Linked DNA regions of Mus musculus: region 1 is linked to region 2. Evidence: chromatin contacts called from public Hi-C data. All regions are on one chromosome and are shown on one strand. Each heading gives the region's core, a stretch centred on a gene start, on an enhancer-like site or on the middle of the called end of the contact. The rest is flanking DNA. Distances are from core to core; before and after follow the strand shown. Region 1 overlaps Slco2a1 (solute carrier organic anion transporter family, member 2a1). Region 2 holds the start of Bfsp2 (beaded filament structural protein 2, phakinin).

What was found. Hi-C and Micro-C count contacts between places; a contact is called where the count stands out from the background.
Region 1: a Hi-C map of liver shows a contact between it and region 2, with 2.8 times the contacts expected there. The contact joins the enhancer-like site here to the promoter of Bfsp2 in region 2. A contact is called at or near these places in 1 of 39 promoter capture datasets (pre-B cells), 3 of 484 Hi-C or Micro-C datasets (the N1E-115 cell line, cortical neurons and liver) and 1 of 115 datasets of contacts at active chromatin or transcription factors (memory CD8 T cells).

Annotation. Positions count from the first base shown.
Region 1 is chr9:103,088,095-103,092,893 of GRCm38.p6, reverse strand. Slco2a1 (solute carrier organic anion transporter family, member 2a1) reads right to left here. Exons shown (of 14, transcript NM_033314.4): 14 at 4,629-4,799. Among named protein-coding and RNA genes, the nearest start is that of Rab6b, 22 kb to the left of the region's middle. Within about 2 kb of position 2,348, at least 49 of the 459 cell types and tissues checked have an H3K27ac peak or open chromatin away from gene starts, as enhancers often do. A contact at or near this core is called in liver, where this site is marked.
Region 2 is chr9:103,478,255-103,483,527 of GRCm38.p6, reverse strand. Bfsp2 (beaded filament structural protein 2, phakinin) reads left to right here and starts at 3,280. Exons shown (of 7, transcript NM_001002896.3): 1 at 3,280-3,793. The coding sequence starts at 3,302. All of the region lies in intron 2 of Gm16252 (a long non-coding RNA gene), which reads right to left. It overlaps Tmem108 (transmembrane protein 108), which reads left to right. Exons shown (of 6, transcript NM_178638.4): 6 at 1-592.

The sequences.
Region 1 (4,799 bases), core at 1,099-3,598, 390 kb after region 2:
TAAAGCTTTCCTGGCTACTTCTGCCTTTGCTTCCAAGGAGCAAGAGTGTTGTTAGTCTTGTTTATCCTGGCCCTAGGGAGCTCAGTCCTTTTCCGAATGCCCTAGAAGGTGACTGGGGCACAGAGACCTTTTCTGAAGACGGGCAGTGCCTGCGATTATGAGAGATTTCTTTCAGAGGCACGTTCCTGAGGCCCAAGGGGTACACTGGTAAATACCGGAGACCTAGAAGGCGGAGGTGGAAGGTGACTGAGTTCCCTGAAGCCACTGAATACTTAAGCCTGTAAGATCATGGCGAGGCTGACAGCCCCAGGATGGGAGGGGCCCCACGTTGGAGCAGAGTGACCACCCATGCCAGTTCGCAGGGCCTGGGAGTGCCCACAGGGTCTGTAAGAATGCTTGGGTGGGGAGCCTGAAGTGTCAGAGGGTGGCGGTGTATTTGAGGGGTGCCCTGAGCAGCGAGCAACCTGGCCTCAGCAACGCCCTCTCTGCCAAGCTGCATGCGGTGATCCCGCTGTGGCGCTGCCTCACTGCGGCGCTGGTGAGCGGCGCCGCCTAGTGGCAGACTACGACAGCAGTGCCCCGGAGCGCCGGCCACTGCAAGAATAAGGTCTGGACCCTGCTGGAAGCGAGACCAGTTGCACTCCAAACTCCCCGTCTGATAATTGCATCTCACTAGAAGCGCAAAGCACAAAGGGCCTGGCGTTCTCTGATCTTCACTCCCGACTTCTGGAGCTGTTCTGGAGTTTCAAATGCCTTTTCCCAGTATGGGCCCACCCCACCCCACCCCACCCCACTCCCACCTCCATTTTTCTTCTGTAAGCTGGTGTTTGTGAAAGTTAAGAACATTCAGTCAAATGCTTGCCCCACCTGAGACTTCTAAGGTTTAGGGGCTGTATACATTTGAAATGCTGTACTGAGAAACCCACAGTGCAAAGAGAAGTTTAGGAGCCTGAACAGAAAACCTGTTCAAATAAGCTGCCCCATTTGGCTTTCAATTACACCCCTGGGACTCCAGTTCCCACACTGCGGGGAGGAGAGAGAGAGAGAGAGAGAGAGAGAGAGAGAGAGAGAGAGAGAGAGGACATATAGTGGAGCCAACTTTGGCTGGGGCTGCTCAGGAGGACGGCTCTTCTGGTCTCTGGGGTGTAGCAGTTCCCTCTCAGGGACCCGGGGCTGTATTTTGAGGTAGGAACGCCCTTCTGGGACTGGTTGACTGGTCTCTAAGGCCATTCTCCAGGCTTTGAATGGGCTGGTCTAAGCCAGTCCCGAAGGACGCCTAAGGGGCCCCCGCTAAGCCTAGACCCTACCCTTCTAGCCTTACTCCTGTTCTCCTTCAGGTTCCCTGATCAGGGGATTCTCAGAATGTGCACAGGTTTGCTCGCCTTTCTACCTTTGTTCACAACTTAGCTGTCCTCTCTCCCTACACTCTTGACCCTCGAAACCAGCCCTGGTCCCTTCTCTGATTTCCCAATGGAATCCACAGCACTTGGTCAAGTTCCTACCCTAGGTCAAAGTATACACGCTGCAAGGTCAGGAAATGTGTCATGGCGGGTTCTTGCACACACCAGCTACCAAACAAATAAAATGTGATTGACAACCGGAGGGGACCTCATTTATCGATGTGATGGTCCTGATGGCCTCACCATTCAGGAAGAAGCTCTGGGTGAGACTCCTCCCCTCGAGATAAGCCCCGCCCCTTGGGGGGCATGCTCAATCAACTGTCATCCCCCCTAGCTCCTCCGCCTTCTCATCCTTTGCCTAAGTCTTTGTCAACTAAAGAGAACCTTTTTCCTGACCCTGCATCTCTAAACCTCTGATCCATCAGCTCTGCCTCTTCTGGGCCTGTCCTCTCCACTTTTCCATCTCTAAGGCAGCCTTGGCTTTGCTGAGATATCATCTTTTCTCCTCTAGGGATCCGCTGTGGATGCTTCCTCCCTCTGACTGTATTCATCCCTCTTCCAACAGCCTGACAAGACTGAAGGGTCTCAGAGAGCATATTGGTTCACCTAGAATCACTCCCCATGGTGGAAGATTCTAGCACTTGCCTAAGTCTGCTCCTCTCCTCTCTGAGCACAGAGGATTATATTTCTCCATCTGTACAGCAGTTAGATAATGCCGTGAGACTAGTTCTGGCCAAGCGCCTGGGAGCAGAAAGACTATGCGCCTTCTGGCCAAAACACTTGCTTCCCATGGCGAGACCTTCTTAGCTTCCTTTCCTGCCTCATTAATTGTGGATTGATGAAACAGAGGTACCTCAAGTCCAAATAGCTGGCATTCTGAGCCACCCTTGGAAGCCACTGCCCTGGAGAGTCACCCAAACAAGCCACGGGCTTTGTGCAAACAAGAGATAAAGGTGTGTTGTGTCATGTGACTGAAGCCTAGCCAAGCCTATTTCTGGGTGGTTTGAGGAGTTCAGTAAATAAATGCATGGCTTGGCAAACTGTAGCGAACTATGTACATTTTATTATTGTTATCAAAGTGTAGCAGGTGCCTAAGGAGCAGAGACTTTGTCAAGGTAGAGAGCCCTGTGTCCTGTGGCCACCAAACAGGGCTGGGAATGGGTGTGGAGGTTGATAAATGGGCCGGGCCTGTCACGAGAGGAAGGCTTTCTCTCATTAATGATTTGCCAAGGGCTTGCCCAGGACCTGTTTACATATTTAATCACCGATGAAAGGTTAGCAAATCTGGCCTTCTTGGCAGGGAATGGACATTTTTACCTCCAATGTTTAGTCCCTGTGGCTGGGAAAGATAGGAATTTTTTTTCTTCTGGATTTGCAAGGATTACCCCCCCACACACACACACACACATACACATACCACTGCCAATCTCTCTGGGAAGCTGTAATACAATATTTTACTATCAAGTTGACAGTAATTCAGGACCCAGCTTAGCTGCATCTCTCCATCTTTGAAAGTGTTGAAGGCAAATACAACATGGCTTTGTTTCTTAAGCGAGAACATGATAAGCAGTTACCAGATGGGACATTTCCCCAAAGGTCTGTGCTTCAATCTCATGGCTCTGCTTCTCCAAGTTTTCTCCTCTCTGTCCCTTTTCTCCACGTCTGGTCTTTACCTTGTGGTACCCAGAGGGCTCACTGGATTTTGTTTGATGAATAGTTACAATGTTCTTGGGATGCTTGACTAGAATGTAAATAATTGAGACATCACCTGGTCTCCCAACCTCTATCACCCAACCTACACAACCCTAAAGAGATCCCTCCTCTTTCTTCTCACCAGCCAATGAACTTCAATGGGAAAAGAGGCGGGCTTCTCATTACCCAAGGCTTGCCCTAACTTCAGAATGACTTATAAGAAGAGAGGGGCTTGGGGCAGCCAGAAAGACCTGGGCTTTCTGTGAAAGCTCTCTGCTGGCTGCTTCCTTGATTTTGGAGTTCTCCTTTCTTTTTCTCTTTCTTTTTTTCTTTTTCTTTTTTCATTTTCATTTTCTTCCTTCCTTTTTTTTCTTTCTTTCTCTCTCTCTCTTTCTCTCTCTTTCTTTCTTTCTTTCCTTCCTCCTTCCCTCCCTCCCTCCCTTCTTTCTCTCTCTCTCTCTCTCTCTCTCTCTTTCTTTCTTTCTCTTTTTTTAAGACAAGGTCTCAATATGTAGCCCTGGCTGTCCTGGAACTCATCATGTAGATCAGGCTGGTCTCGAACTCTCACACACCCAGTTGCCTCTGCCTCCCAAGTACGGGGATTAAAGGCATGCTCCACATGCCTAGGATTCTACATTTTCAGACATACTAGTGTGGCTCCCATCATAGGCTGGGACGAGGGTCCTGCCAGAGGCTTTGGACTCAAGGACACTTGGTAGATATCGCTCCCTTCCAAAGGATGGCAAACCCTTTATTTCCTGTTTCTTTGGTTTCTTCTTTGTGAGGCTGGATGGTGCATTTCCTAGGTTGGGTGGGGCAGCAGAGAATGATAGCTCTGGCTGTGCCCAGGAATGGAACTCTGTCCCCGAGCCAGACTCTACAGGGTTCCTAAGCTCCACAGAGAAGCAAGGAGAAGAGATCAAAGACCTACTATGACCTTCTTACATATAAAGGCACCTTTGGTGGTTAATCCTTACGGTCAATTTGCCTGGATTTGGCTCTATGCATGGGTGACCCACATCACACAGGGCTCAGGGGTTACCTTCATCTTCCTGGAAGGTGGAATTTCAGGACTCCTTTTACAGTCACAGAAAGGGGCCTCAGGCTTTGGGAAGGGTGTTCCTGCATTTTTTGTTTCTTTTGTTTTTCAAGACAGGGCTCTCTGTGTAGCCTGGCTCTCTGTGTAGCCCTGGCTGTCCTGGAACTCACTCTGTAGACCAGGCTGGCCTCGAACTCAGAAATCCACCTGCCTCTGCCTCCCAAGGGCTGGGATTAAAGATGTGCACCACCACTGCTCGGCTGTGTTCCTGCATTTTAAAAAGATGTATGAGTACTCTATCTGCATGTACACCTGCACACCAGAAGAGGGCATCAGATCCCATTACAGATGGCTGTGAGCCACCATGTGGTTGCTGGGAATTGAACTCAAGACTTCTGGAAGAGCAGCCAGTGCTCTTAACCACTGAGCCATCTCTCCAGCCCAGGTGTTCCTGTATTTTAACAGCAATCTTGAGCATGATACACTCATGGAAGTCTGTGACAATTTGCTCTTTAATTGGAAAAAAAAAAGTGAGATCTTTAAAGCCCCTCTGGCATTTGAGAGGCAAGATTTGCTGAATAGTAGTAAATGATCAATTATGACTGTGATATTCATGGCTATAGTGTTTGTGACTGAGCCCACTTCTGGATATGAACTCAAGGACGGTG
Region 2 (5,273 bases), core at 2,031-4,530:
ACTTTCCTAACCTGTCATGGCTAGGGATTTAACTTCAACCCCTCCCCCCTTCTCTAAAAGAAAATAATAGTTTGATAGTATATTTTGAATATAGATGTTCTTATCAGATTGGAGCTTGAATTTGTCTGTTGATTTCCATGTCTGTGTTGTTGCTGTGATTTTCTCATCAGGACTGCCTCTCTTCTTCCATTCCCCTTTTCCAAAAGAAAGACGGCCTTCAAAACTAATGTGTGTTTCTCAATGTTACATGGACCTACTTAGAGTCTGCTTGTCTCTCTTCAAAGACTTCAACCCACAAAGAAGCAGGTTAAATGTTGTGCCGAGATTTCGCTCTCTAACATGTTGCTGTCTGACCTTAACCTTATCATAATATTTCTGTTAGCTACTGCGTTGAATATACCAATGTGTGTGAGTATGTATTGAAGAAAACATGTTTGTAAAGTAAAATTTATATATAATATATGTCATCAAAGATACATATGTTATATATATATACATTTGTGGACGTATGACTTATTTTTCCGTATCCACAGAATTCAGCTACCATGTATATATAAATAAACTTATTTTATTACCCAGAGGACCAAGTCGCTAATACATTTTGCATTCTTTTCATTTTAAAAAATAACCTTTAAGTCTCCCTTCAGTGGTACCCCTAACTATCTTGTTTTCATGTATACTTATCTAATTGAACACTGTATTGAACTTTACAGTGTGATGAGAAAACAGGGTTGGTGAGATCTTTTAGAACAAGAGGGTGAGTTTCCCAAGGGAGAGTCTGCTCTTTTCACGTCTTTGAAACATTGGTGTCCATCCAGGTGTCTCCCCTTGCCTGTTCCCAGCTCCAGAGGACTGGGTAGATTTAAAGTAAATGTCTTTGGGTCTGAGAGTGTCTAAAACCACTAGTCATTACTATGCCCTGCACAGTAACAGTGCCTAGACACTCATGGCACCTTTATAATCAGTAGCTTGAACCCTGCACTAGGCCTTGGATAATCCATCCCAGAACCGACTGAAATGCAGCTCCATGGAGCCCAGCAGTACCACCTGGATTAGGAGGCAGTTACCATAACCCAGCCCCAGTGCATCATGGGAGCTGCAGAGGAAGAATGCCACCATCTGTGTAAGCTACAGCCTATAACTACTGACTGGCCTTTACTTGATTCAATTGGCTCCTTAATTTGTTAATCAGATAAACAACACCGATGTTTAATCTTGTGTCGCCTGAGATGTAGGGAGGTACCTTAGTAAAGTATCTTACAATCAGGATCCAAATTCGATCCCCAGAACCCATGTACAGAACCTGGGTGTGGCGACACTTGTGTCTAGCACTGGGTAGGCAGAGCCAGGCAGATCCCTGAGGCTCACTGACCTACAAGTCTAGCCTAATTGGGGAGTTCCAGACCAACAGGGGACCCTGTCTCAATAAGGTCGACAGCCCCTGAGGATGGCCCTAAAGTTGATCTGCGGTCTCCACATAAACACACAAAAGTAACAAAGTCCCTCTTACATTGTCTCGAGTAAACAAAACGGGAGGAGAAATGTTGCAGTTTTCATAAAGAATGGAAACTAAAAGCACACAAAATTCTAGCAGATGAGCAGCCATGTAACCCTGGTGAGTGGTAACTCCCAGAGACAACCTTATACATTCTGGATTAAAGAGGCTTTCTCAGCTCTGTACATTCTGGCCATGGGATCCCTGGGTCTTTTATCACAAAGGGAAATAATAGTACCTATGAGATAATCCTTCTGAAATTGTACATTATGCACCCCAAACAGCAGTACATGTCAACTGTCTATTTTCCCGAGTTCTAAAGTTGAACTGAAAAAAAAAATCAGAAAATGGAATTATGCTCAGAATTGGATATACTCAGTACCCACCAGAAATTGATTCCTGTTGCCTTCTCTTGCCTGGAGTCAACTCTCACATTACAGGATCAAGGAATCCAAGGTCCATCTCTGGACTTGGGGTGCATGCTTTCAATACACTAAAACCTCACTCAGCACATGGTGTTTTAGGGCTATGTCATGCTCAGGCTGAAGGGACCATTCTAGCCCCCCAAAGTGATTGGGATATAACCATTGACAGTGTGACTTGGAAGATGCCAAAGGCCAGGATTAAAACCTGAGGTGCCTACTCACAACCATCTGTAACTCCTGTTCCAGGGGATCTGACACCCTCACACAGATATGCATGCAGTCAGATCACCAATGTACATAAAATAAAAAGAAAAGAAAAACCTGAGGTGCTGAAAAAACCCAAACTTGGAGCACCCCTGGGTACTTTCCAGAAATCCCTTTGTTGTTCTCCCTTCTTGGTTTTATTAAAGGGTGTGACAGAGGTGGAAGGGAGACCAGAGCCTAACAGCTGCCCTGCAGCTCAGGTCCTAAAACGTCTGCTGGCTGTGTCAGAGTTAGCAATCAAGCAGCATGTACCACAAGGTCTAGAGGAGAAGAAACATGGCCAACGGCCAGCTGCTGACAAGCAGAGTGTCAGAGGGCAGACATGAGGGGGAGGGGAGGACGGAGCTGGAAGGGGCCTGGAATGGCTACTGGACCTGAAGGAAGAAAGCATGACCAGGCTTGCTTTGTTTCCCTTGGGCCTGTGGGGCTGCCTTCCTCCATGGCTGGCTCCTTTGTGCGCGCACACACCTGCACACATGCATACACAAAGAGATGCGGACATCCTCTGTAATTAGCCCAGAGGCCCTTACACGGAGTCCCAGCTTGTAGTGTGAGATATGGATATCAGAACACGTGTCATCTAAGGTTCTGTAGCCTGTTTGCTCACCAGTGAAGTAGGGACAGTTTGTTGCCTGCCTGGCCCTCTCTGTGGTAGTGACATAATAAAAGCCATGGACTGGGGTTCATAGTATGCATGAGACCCTGGATTCTATTGCAGGAATTGGAGGCAGAAGAATCAAAAATTTAAAGTCATCCTGGCTGCATAAGGATTTTGAGGCTTATCTACATTAGAGACCATTTCTAAAAAGAAATAGGCAAATCTAGATGATCCATTCCCACAGGCTGCACTGCTACACCCCACCCCCACCCCCACCCCCACCCCAGAAAAGTCTGGACGGCTGGGCACATGACCCAGCAACAGAGAATGCCTGTGTGCCTCTCACAGGCTGGTGGGGCGGTTCTCTTCCAGCTCAATGAATGCCCGAAGCTCATGGAAGGCAGTAGACAAAGAACACGGGACAGGGAAGCTTCCAGAGAGGCCCATGACCAGGCTGGGGCTGGCAACCAAAAGCCCCTGGACCCTGTAAACCTGCCAGGCACCACAGAGGCAGAGAGGATGAGCAAGAGGAGAGTGGCAGCGGACTTGCCCTCGGGAACCAACTCCAGCATGCCCGTGCAGAGGCACAGGGTGTCATCCCTCAGGGGAACACACTCTCCATCCTCCCTGGATAGCCCCCCAGCATCCAGGACCAGTGCTGTGGGTAGCCTCGTCCGTGCCCCTGGGGTCTATGTAGGAGTCGCACCCAGTGGTGGCATAGGTGGTCTCGGTGCCCGAGTGACCCGCCGGGCCCTGGGCATCAGCAGTGTCTTTCTACAGGGCCTGCGGAGTTCAGGCCTTGCCAACGTGCCTGCTCCGGGCCCAGAAAGGGATCACACTACTGTTGAGGACCTGGGGGGCTGCCTAGTGGAATATATGACCAAGGTGCATGCTCTGGAGCAAGTCAGCCAGGAACTGGAAACACAACTGCGGGCTCACCTGGAGAGCAAGGCCAAGAGCTCTGGAGGCTGGGATGCCCTCCGCGCCTCCTGGGCCAGCAGCTACCAGCAGGTAAGTCCCCCAGCTGTGTCTAGAGGCTTGCTAGAGGTCTGAGAGGGGATGGTGAAGGTAGCAGCAAAGATGGTGGGTGATCAGAGGCCAGGGAAGTAGATCTCTTCCATACCAAAACTGATGGTCTAGTGTTAACACTGGCTGCCATTCACTAAGGCTGACCAGGAGCCAGGACCCCCTAGGCATAATGCAACCCCCCCAAAAAAAATTTCCAACAATGTTCTGTAACCAATCTCTCACCACATACAGTTTTCAGATGAGAAACACAAGGTCCCCCAGTTCACCAGCTAATTGAGCAGCTGTTCTCAACCTGTGGGTCTCAGCCCCTTTGGGAGTCACATGCAGATATCCTGCATATCAGATGTCTACATTATGAGTCATAACAGTAGCAAGAGTACAGTTAGGAAGTAGCAATAATTTTATGGCTAGGGGGTCACCACAACATGAGGAACTGTACTAAAGGGTCGCAGTGTTAGGAAGGTTAAGAACCACTATATTGGCAAGATGCAGCAGATATCTGACCCTGGATTTTCTTTCCTCAGAGTTACACTTGTCCTGCTATCTGGGGTTGCCTCTGTCACTTTGATGGTTTTCAAGCCATCAAAGAACCCAATACCATTGAGTGGATGTGCTAGTTTACATAACTACTAAATAAATGGAGGGGTGCTTCTATATCCAGATAAAATGGGTATACGGGATTGTCAGGGTTTCTATTCCTGCACAAACATCATGACCAAGAAGCAAGTTGGGGAGGAAAGGGTTTATTCAGCTTATACTTCCATACTGCTGTTCATCACCAAGAAAGTCAGGACTGGAACTCAAGCAGGCCAGGAAGCAGGAGCTGATGCAGAGGCATGGAGGGACGTTCTTTACTGGCTTGCTTCCCCTGGCTTTCTCAGCCTGCTCTCTTAACCAAGACCACCAGCCCAGAGATGGCACCACCCACAAGGGGACCTCCCCCCTTGATCACTAATTGAGAAAATACCTTACAGCTGGATCTCGTAGAAGCATTTCCCCAACTGAAGCTCCTTTCTCTGAGATAACTCCAGCCTGTGTCAAGTGATAACTCCAGCCTGTGCCAAGTTGACACAAAACTAGCCAGTACAGGGATCAATAGGAATATGGATATTACTAGTAATTTTCAACTTCCTACTACCTATGGTGTGTGTGCACGCGCGCTCATAAACTAGTGAAGTTGGTGTTAATATCTTGCTTAACTCAATAAGGCAAAAATTACTTCAGCATGAAATCAATATAGAAATACCAGCACAACAGCCCTGATTCAAACAGAACTTTTTAAGAGGATGGAAATGTCTTACTGTCTTGGCCGTCGGTTTATGAGGCTTCTCCTGGGCAGACATGAGCAAGGGCATTTCACCCCAGACAGGACACTACCAACAATCAAATATTTTACCCAAGTCTAGCTTGGAGACCAAAGAGTTTTTATCGGGGTTACTTGACAAACTGAGTATAATTGAAT